Linked DNA regions of Mus musculus: regions 2 and 3 are each linked to region 1. Evidence: chromatin contacts called from public Hi-C and promoter capture Hi-C data. All regions are on one chromosome and are shown on one strand. The core of a region is the stretch at or near the end of the contact, and the rest is flanking DNA. Distances in the headings are between cores, read along the strand shown.

What was found. Promoter capture Hi-C pulls out the DNA fragments that hold promoters and counts their contacts. A called contact is a pair of places that touch in the nucleus more often than the background predicts.
Region 2: a Hi-C map of forebrain shows a contact between it and region 1, with 1.9 times the contacts expected there. The contact joins the enhancer-like site here to the promoter of Gucy1b1 in region 1. A contact is called at or near these places in 4 of 39 promoter capture datasets (embryonic stem cells, liver and pre-B cells), 4 of 484 Hi-C or Micro-C datasets (the N1E-115 cell line, cerebral cortex, forebrain and 1 more), 5 of 115 datasets of contacts at active chromatin or transcription factors (astrocytes, embryonic basal ganglia, embryonic forebrain and 2 more) and 1 of 9 other capture datasets (pancreatic islet).
Region 3: a contact with region 1 is called in a promoter capture Hi-C map of hippocampal neurons, with 4 times the contacts expected there. The contact joins the enhancer-like site here to the promoter of Gucy1b1 in region 1. A contact is called at or near these places in 4 of 39 promoter capture datasets (embryonic stem cells, hippocampal neurons, liver and 1 more), 1 of 484 Hi-C or Micro-C datasets (uterus) and 1 of 9 other capture datasets (pancreatic islet).

Annotation. Positions count from the first base shown.
Region 1 is chr3:82,073,256-82,076,478 of GRCm38.p6, forward strand. It overlaps Gucy1b1 (guanylate cyclase 1, soluble, beta 1), which reads right to left and starts at 1,456. Exons shown (of 14, transcript NM_017469.4): 1 at 1,317-1,456; 2 at 743-816. The coding sequence starts at 1,319.
Region 2 is chr3:82,273,995-82,277,217 of GRCm38.p6, forward strand. No RefSeq gene overlaps it. Among named protein-coding and RNA genes, the nearest start is that of Gm29921, 39 kb to the left of the region's middle. Within about 2 kb of position 1,652, at least 73 of the 459 cell types and tissues checked have an H3K27ac peak or open chromatin away from gene starts, as enhancers often do. A contact at or near this core is called in the N1E-115 cell line, cerebral cortex, embryonic basal ganglia and 1 more, where this site is marked.
Region 3 is chr3:82,249,218-82,252,440 of GRCm38.p6, forward strand. No RefSeq gene overlaps it. Among named protein-coding and RNA genes, the nearest start is that of Gm29921, 14 kb to the left of the region's middle. Within about 2 kb of position 1,649, at least 55 of the 459 cell types and tissues checked have an H3K27ac peak or open chromatin away from gene starts, as enhancers often do. A contact at or near this core is called in hippocampal neurons and uterus, where this site is marked.

The sequences.
Region 1 (3,223 bases), core at 206-2,705:
AAAACATAAAGGCCAGACATAAAGTTCAGTGGCATTGTGTTTGCCTGTCAAGGACAAGGTTCTGGCTTCAATCCCCAATAAACCTCCTCCTTAGACCTACAGAAAGCTTAAGAGATGCCTTGGGCCTTAAAATCTCAGATAAGTCTATTTTCTCGTCTTATCTGAGTACCAGACTCAAAGCTCTACAGAAACTAGGATGCCCTGCTAGGGTTGCCAGAAGAAAACACAGCAAAGCAAGGGTGATTTGGGCAAGTTAAAGGGAAAATGTCCCTTTATTACATATCGGTTTCTCATGACTTACTGGAGAAATAATCTTTGAGTGTACTATACCATAACCAAATGATTTAACCATATTACGTGTTCCTGGTGTGCAAATCGCAAAAGAAAGCGAATCTTCTGTTCATTTCCTGCCTCTGATCCTAAGACCTTGCAGAGGCCCAGGAAGCCCCCAGGTCCCCTTGCATGGGAGCTAGCCAACCCTCTGAACCTGGCCTGGGAGTCACAGTGCTCTGCCTGTCTGGGTGTTCCCACGCTCAGTCCGGGTGAAGAGGCCGCAGCGACCCCAAGGGGCTTGATCACGCGGCCACGCCCCGGCCTACCCTCCTCTCCTGGTCCCGGCTTCGGAGCGTGGGAGAGGAGACCGGAGGATGCGCACCACGACCCTGCTGGGAGCAGCCAGGGAAGCGGGCGGGCGCGGGCTCGGTGCCAACGCGCGGCCCTGGGAGCGGGGCTGTTCACTTACTTGATGTCTTCCCACACCTCGGGACCATAATTGCGGATCACCAGCAGCTCCAGGGCATGGTTCACGAAACCGTACTGAAGGGCAGAGAGAGAGACCGTGGTCAAGGACCCGCGCCTTGCAACCCGGTCTTCCACCCGGTGCCTCTGACCTGTCATTCGCCTTCAGGATAAGCTTTCGGGTACCCTATTCTAAAAGGGGGGACTCTGCGGGATCTTTGAATTCTCGTCGTCCCTTTCCCCTCCCCCATCTTCTTACCCCTGCTCACCTGTCACCGTGGTGCAACAGGGGTAGCTCAGGAACCTGAGCCCTGAGCTTCCCACACCACCCTGCCCGTGGAACCCAGAATCCCCAGAAGTTGGAGGCTGGGGTTGAGTGGTGGGGACCCAACCAGACCCAGAGACTCGGAGCACTCCAGCAGATCATATGTCCCCACCTCCCACCAAAAGCGCTGTTCCTCGCGGCCCTCCGCTCTGTGTGCCCTGGGGCTTGTTTCTGCATCTCAGCCAGCTCTCTAGCCAGTCAAGGTCCACCCGCTCAGGTGTGATGTTCCGCTGACCATCCTGACAGCACTCACCATGGTGTCCGCGCCCGGAGCCTAGGAAGCAGCTTCCAGGCAAGAGTACCGCGGAAGGGACCCAGACAGCGACTACAGCGGCGACAGTGCTCCCAGACCAGCACAGAGCTGAAGCTAGGGCATCAGTCTCGGCCAACTCTGATTGCCACCTCTTCTCAGCCAATGACGAGTGGAGCCGCAGGAGGCTGGGCGCTGTTTCTTCCCATATCTTAGCCAATCAGTGACAGAGGAGGGAATTCAGATGGGCTCAGAGCTACTGTGCTCAAACATTTTCCCGCCCCAGTCTGGTGACAAGTCATTTCTTTTGAGGCCTTAAGGCAGATAGAACAGAACCAGCTGTGCTCCTTCCAGCATGGATGGGGTATTGTCATTGTCATCCTCGTACATCTGTTCTAATGTCCTAGAGCTTGGGCGTGTGTGTGTGTGTGTGTGTGTGTGTGTGTGTGTGTGTGTGTGCGCGCGCGCGCGCCCAGTGTTGATTAACATCGTCATGTTTTTTGTAGTTATGCACATAAACATTTCCTCTGTTGCTTTACCTAGCAACAGCTGGCAAACATAGCTAATCCTACAAAATTAACATTTTTACTTTTAGTCAATTAAGTTAATAATCAAGTGCACAAACTAAGATGTTTTGTAATATACAAGAGGTTTAGCAACTGCATTAGACTTTTTGCCATTGAGACAAAATACCTGACATTAACCAGCAGAATTCATGTTTTTGCCTGTGGTTTTTAGAGATCCATCGTTTTTTGTTTTTGTTTTCGCTTTTTTTTTTGTCTCCGTTGCTTTGGGGCGTGTGGAACAGCCCAACTCCATGGTGGCTGAGAGAATGGCCGAGGCTGTTTAGTTCATTACAGAGACACACAGGTGGGCCCAGTAGAGGCTTACAGTTCCCAAGGACACCCACAGTGGTCTACTTACAAACTCCAAAAAGGCTTCCAGAAGTTTCCAAACTGGTATTTCCCAGCTGGGGAATATGCTCTCAAGTACCTTCTCGGAGGATAGATACTTCATGTATCTTCTTGGAGGATAGATACTTCATGTGCAAACATAATTGTGAGCAAAACGTTAAGCCATCTTGTCTGTGAACTTTACAGGACAGGCCATATTACAACCCAGGAGTTAGAATTCCAGAAGTTTTAGATTTGTCTTGTATTTCTGTTTTGTCTGTTTGTCTGTCTGTCCATCAGTCCACCCACCCACCCACCCATCCATCCATCCATCCATCCATCCATCCAAGGGCCCATTACAAATGTGTGAACATTTCATCCCTCTCCAGTATGTCTTTCTCCCTCCCTCCCTCCTTCCCTCCTTCCCTTTCTCCTTCCCTCTTTCTTTCTTTCTTTCTTTCTTTCTTTCTTTCTTTCTTTCTTTCTTTCTTTCTCTCTTCCTTCCTTCCTCCCCCTCTCTCTCTTTCTCTCTTCCTTCCTCTCTCTCTCTCTCTCTCTCTCTCTCTCTCTCTCTCTCTCTCTCTCCTCTTTCTTACTTTCAAGCTGTCCCTTCTGTAAGTATGCACTCATCCATAGTCCCAAAACTCATTGGTTCTCCAAGGTGGACAGTGATGTAATCATTACTCATCTGTCCTGGCTTCTCACTCTAAAGACAGTAGAAATATTCACTGTGTCTCCTCAAGAAAAGTTTTCTACACAACACCTACTGAACCTTTTGATTCCACAATTGTTGGAATCAAAAGGTTCCAACACATATCCATACACATACATATGCTACCTTTGTCTCTTCTCCTATGACAAGCAGAGTAGAGTACCTGCACTGTCTCTGTGGGCGTTGTACAGTGGTATGTGCCCTACACTATGCTTAGACAGAAAAGAGGGAGAGAAAAGCATTTCTTTAGGCATGAAAACCACTAAAAATTCACTTGGAAAAGATGTGAGGGGAGCATTCAGACT
Region 2 (3,223 bases), core at 402-2,901, 200 kb after region 1:
TCTGTGGGAGGGGCAAACAAATATTCAGGCCACATGAGAGGCCAGAGTCCACAAGCATCATCATGGAAGTCAACAGGCAACTTCATTCTAATAAAGCTGATTGGAAAAATGTGTTTCAGATGCGTGTTCAAGTAGACTGGTACATTCTTTAGCTCTTAGGAACCAGACGGATGCTGTGGTGGTTTGAATAGGAATGGGTCCCATAAACTCAAGTGTTTGTAAGCTTGGCCATGGGTAGTGGCACTAGTAGGAGGTGTGTCCTTGTTGGAGGAAATGTGTCATTGTGGATGAGGGCTTTGGTGCTAAGGACTAGCCTCAGCTTGGAGAGCAGTTTGGAGAGAAGGGGTATCTGGCAGCAGCCAAACAAATGACTTGAAGTCAAATCATGGGTTACAAGCTGACAGCCTATGTTCTGCTTGAGATAGGCTCTCCACACTGCTCCACACTTCGCTCGCTCTCTCAGTCTCTCTCTCTCTCTCTCTCTCTCTCTCTCTCTCTCCCTCTCTCTCTCTCTCCCTCTCTCTCTCTCTCCCTCTCTCTCTCTCTCCCCTCATACACTCCATCTTGATGGAAGAGAAGAGACAAAAGGAAGAGCAGAGCAGAGAGGCAGAGAAAAGAGGCAGTTTTTGGCTTGCTCTTACCCTGTCTGAGATCTCTCATTCCAACTGTAATCACTGACTGTCATTTCTCGACTTCAGGCAGGCAGCATAAAAGCCCTGGGAGGAGATTTTCCTCCTCTTCATTCCCTGCATGCACAGGATGTCAGAAAGTCACACAGTCACATGCAGCGTTTCCCATGACGGGCCTGTCAAGCCCTGCCTGGCACCCATCACCAAGCACAGCTGCCATCAATCACTGACACTCTTTGTATTGATCTTATCATTTGCTCCCTCCAGGGAGAGGGTCTTGTCCGCCTATTCTCATTGCATTTATTTTACAGTAGTGTCTATTCTAATTCACAGGGCAAACAAAAGTCATGTAGACTTCTCGGTCAGACAGAGCAGCCTTCCAGCTTTTCACGGGTCAGGTTCATTTTCTTCAGATCACTAACTAAACGAAACATGAAGAATATAAAAGCAGCCAGCAAGAATTGATTAGGATGCAACTGGCTCCTCAGACTGAGTTTCTTCCTTTCAGCCCTCACAGTCAGGCTGCCAACATCTTTCAAGAAACCTCTCTTAAGCTGATTTCTTGCATTATCTGCTGGGATGTAAAATATCAGGTGGCCTAGAGCACTCGATCTCAAGAAGAAAGGATGGCAATTTGCAAACACCTGCTCAGCAAGGGAGGCTCACATTTTATTCTGAACTTAGAAAAATAACCCAGATGGATTTTGTAGGGTTTTTGTGACTCCTTCTGTACTCCCTCTGCTGCCTCCCTCCTTCCTCTGCCCTTCCTTCCCTTTCATTTCTTTCTGTTTTGACATTTTCCTGTAACAAGAAGAAACTTACAGAAGCCAGCGTTAACTCTCAGTGTGGATGTGTCCACAACCACATAACCTTCTGCACTTCTGCCCGTGAAAATGTCCTTCCAACCTCAGCATCTTCTGCAAAGCCTAACTCTTAATTTGTAGCCTGATGGCAGTCAAGCCCCAGCATCTTTTGCAAAGCCTGACTCTTAATTTGTAGCCAGGATGCAGAAGCACAGCTTACCCTTGAGAGCCATTTCTTAATTTAGGGAATGAGTCAGAGCCTTAGCAGCAACATCCCATGATTCTACAGTATACAATCCCATTCTTGGCATCAGGCCAGCAAGACCAACTCTTAAAAAATAATGAGAAATCATAATTCTTTTTTAAAAATCTCATAAACGTGAAAAAGAAAAGGCCCCAAATCTGTAAAATTCTTGTTACATTTACAGGCACCAGTGGCTTCAATTATGACATTGGACAAGGAACTTAAACGTATTTATCTAAACATTTGAATAATTAAATCATGTTTTTTTTTCAAGTTTCCTGACACTTGCTGGCACCAACAGTGCACTGTCTCCTCAGAGGGCCAAGAAAATCAAGGCTAATGATCTCCCACTGCTAATCCACAGGAGGGTTCGTGATTTCACTGTAATATATTGTAAGAAAGTAAACTGCACATTTGCCAACACCAAATGAAGAGCTTGAAATGATAGGCTGAAACAAAAGGAGGGACATTAGAGAGAAATGCTTGACCGAGTGTGCCGCCCTAAATTTAGGCCACAAAAACTTGCTGGGTGGAAAATGGACTAAATGTGGGCTTGTGACAAGAGACAGTTCATCTTTGTAGATTTAAAATAAACTACTGTAATGAAGAAGCTCTCAAGAAGAAACAAATTATACTTTGACTTTTATTAACAAATCTGTTCAATTAAATTAAAAGGATATGTCCATCTATTCTTGAAAGCTCTTCCTGCTGAATGGGCTTTCCTCCACAAGGATACTGCACCAACTGGAAAATTCCCTCCTGAGGAATGACAGAAGGAAATAGGGATGCTTAATGTGTGTGTTTAGCAAGAAAATAAAGGACCAGTGTCCTCAAATGTTTAAAGATCAGTCAATTTGGAGAGGGATGGGAATTATTTTCTTTAGTGTTTGCAGGAAGACTCCAGTAAGGTTTGAGGGTCAGAGTGAAGCTTCACTGTGATTCCAATCTGGAATTTCACTCTCAAGATGTTGTATCAAAAGGCTTGCTCAAGCTTGACACTGTTAGGACGTGGTGGAGCCTTGAAAATGTGGAGCCTAATGAGAGGGCTTTGAGTTATTTGGGACAAACCTCAGAAGCATTAAATTAATTAAGGTTTCTAAAACAGCAGCACCAATATCATGAATATATATTAGAAGGGGAGCTATTAGGTTGACACATACAAGTCCAACAATGACAGGTTCACAGCACAAAGGTTGAGAACCTGATAGTTTCTGAGTCCATGATGCTGGATGGCTCAGCAGTCCTGGTGTGATAATGAAGATTTGTGGAGAGCCACTAGTTTTCAAAACATGCCCAACATTGGATCCAAATATCAATGAAAGAATGAATAGTAACAAAAATAACAGATAAATGTGAACTTGGCAGTGAGAGTGAAGGGAAGAAGGCATGAACAAGGCTTCCTTTTTCATCATTTTTCTGGAATGCCACCAAAAGATGTCACCCAGATCAAGAAAATCCTTGTAAGAGTGCCCATTGGTTTTCATGTTAGTTAGTTCCAGATCCAGTCACATTGACAGCCAAGAGTAGCCCTCCTAAGGACAATGGAA
Region 3 (3,223 bases), core at 399-2,898, 180 kb after region 1:
TGAGTCTCTGTTCTATATTCAGAGAAAATTATTTCAGTTTACTCCAAAGAGACCAATATACCCAAGGAGAACAGTTTTCTAGAAGAGTTGTTCCACATTTTCACTCTGTATTTGAGAGGCTGAGTTTAATACTGGTAGCATAGAAAATATGTTCCTAGAAGACCTAGTATATATCATATCCTTAAAAAGGATTGGTTTGAATTTGCTTAGGAACTATAAAATAGCCGGTAAATACTTTTACAGAAGCAAGATCAATAAATAAAACTATGTGTCAGAAGTATGACTGCCAAGCATCTGGGATTTTGACTTAGTCCTTCAAAGATGGTTTTACCTATCAGAAATTCATCACTAATACACTCAAGTGAAAAGAATATAAAAATCAGCACTGGAAATGCTGGAAATGCTCTACCTGGATTGTAGAGCAGTCTCTGAATAAATCAAATGATGCCTTCACGTAGGAGTCAAGATGGAGCTTGTGTTTACACCACTCAGCGTCTAACCAGGGATATTTGGAGGGCCTACTGCATAAGGGTTCTCTAGTATCATGCCTATAGCTCCCTACAAATGAAGGAAGCCTTGTTCTTCACGTGCCCTGCTGGCCAACTTGAACAGGACAAACAATTCAACAACTGTCCAAGCTAATAGCTGAGAGCCAGTCACTGTTGAGTGGGACTGAGATACACAGAAATTTACATTAGGCCAGGATATCTCTCATAAATAGGAATGATTGGAAACATGGCAATTAGAAAATATATTACTGCTGTACAGATTAAAGAGTACAAAGGGATGGTCTGTAGAGAAATTCTGGCTGTCTGGGCAAAGAAAAAAATGTTTTCTCTCTTTATGTATAATCTGTACATCTTGTTCTAGGAGTTCTAGGAGTCGCAAGCTGCCTCAGCCACACCTCTACAGGCTCTTTACATTAAAGCTTTACTTGTGAGAGCAAATGATGCCATAGATTTGTGCATTCCTGTACAAAGAGCTCAGTTAAGGCGTCAGATATGATATCAACACTAGTTTTCTGTAAGCAGTAGCATTTGGAAAGGATCATAGGGGACCATGAAATAAATTAAGCCAGTGCTCACGTGCTCAGGATGTAAATAACAAACAGATGCTTTCCTCCCATGTATGCAGCTCTTGACAAATCAGGAGGCACATGTGGCTCAGAGTTCTGTGAGCAGCTGGAGGAACAACTGGGACAGGAGGAGATTAGTGAATATTCATGAGCTTTAGCTACGACCAAGGTGAATCTTCACAAATCCTGATTATATTTGTTTAAGTAAAACATCTGCCAATAAAAAGAACACACACACACACACACACACACACGATTACAGAAATGCTGCCACTACTGCTTCAGTCCTCGGAATGATGATAATATCAACACCACTGGCATTATCTTGCATGTGGTGGTTGTCTTTTGCTACTGAGATTGACTGTAGCTACAAGGAGAAAGCTGTTTGCTGGTTTTTTTTTTTTTTCCCCTGTGCAAAATAGCTGATGGCTGTGAAAGAAGGACTCAGGAAGTAACTGAGCTTGCTAACATAAACCAAAGGAAGATTCCTTTGCAGAGTGTATACACTAGCCAGCTTTGCAGTATCTGAGATATGTGGGAATTCTCACAGGGGCATGTACTCCTCCCTGGAGAGGGATGCAAAAGCAAGCTGAATTGGATGCTGTTCTGCTTCTTTGTACATCATAAGCTCTTCACCTCTCAGCAGCTGAGAAAAATCCACATTTCTGCGATGCACCGCCTGGGTTTTTGAAGAGTTGCCTTTTCCTTTCCCACACAGACAGCTATTAATAGTCCTATTTTAATTGGATAGAACTTTCATTTTCATTTTTTTTTTTTTTGAGAAAAGCAATCTGTGCTAGTTGTGGAAACAATTATCCAACATGCAGCTTAAAAGCCTATTAGAGCAATCTCCCAGGAAAGTCAAAAGCCAGGCAGGATTAGCTTTCCAAGAGAGAACATTTGTTTACAGTCCAATGTCGCCCAATCCAGCAAATCTGGGGGGTTTATTTTTAGCATAATTTCAGCCATTTGATTTTCTTCTCCTGCTGAGAATGTTACAGTGATTAACATGATTTTAAATCACTCCACACTCTCATGTTAGGAAGTCAGGACTTACAGTATGTATGGAAGAGGAACGCAGAGGAGCTAGGAATATTTTTTTCTACCTCAATTTTAGGATAGTTACTATCCACATACTCTTTTCTTTGATATGTTTAGTGATTGCATAGTAAAAAATAAGGAATACGATTTCAAAGAAAAATAAAATTGACATATATTTGAAGAAACCAACTTGGAAATTATATTGTGATGATAAATGTAAAAGTGCAAACAACACTTACTTATTGACGTCTTAAGATTGCCTCAACCTGGAAGGTACATAAAAGAAACTTTGAAAACATTTCAAATGTTCTTCCTTAGGTAAGTGAATCCTAGAAGAAAGAGCATGTGACAATATGTTCATTTCTTGTATATCAATACAATTATCTATAGCAACAAAGTGGTGAACATCATGACCTCCAAAAGGTAAGAAGCCACAGACCATATACCCAGTAAGTGAAAGAGAGATATTTGGATGCTAGGAAGTCCCTGTCCCTGCTTAGTATCTAACACACTGAACGTCTCCCTTCACATTTTCCATTCCAGATTCCCAAAAGAAGAGTCTGAGAGCCTTTTTCTATAAAATAGTACTAATAAAGCTTATGGTCTATTTATTTATTAATGGATATTGCCCTGATAATCATTAAAATGTTTTCTATGACAAAGAATAGGATATTGCCAAGAGGCGGTGGCACTCACCTTTAATCCCAGCACTCAGGAGACAGAGTAAGTTCAAGGCCATCCTGGTCTACAGAGCCAGTTCCAGGACAGCGAAGAGTACACAAGGAAACCCTGTCTCAAAAATATTTTTTTAATTTATAAAAAAAGAAATAAAGAATAGGGGTGGATATTTAGAAATCTGCCCTCTATATATTTCAAGAATTTGAATGTGCGTTATATAGTGGTTTTGGCTTCAGGGGAACAAATGGATTCTTTCTTTAAATATTATTATAACATTAAATATTTAAATAATATAACATTATATGCTTAAATATTAAAACTTTAGATTGCAAGTGTCCTTCTTGCTTCATAGATGCAAAGGTACTACATTGTCTTAGAGCCTAACACTATAGCAGCTATGATACTTAAAGCTCAGTGCAACTTGAAGAT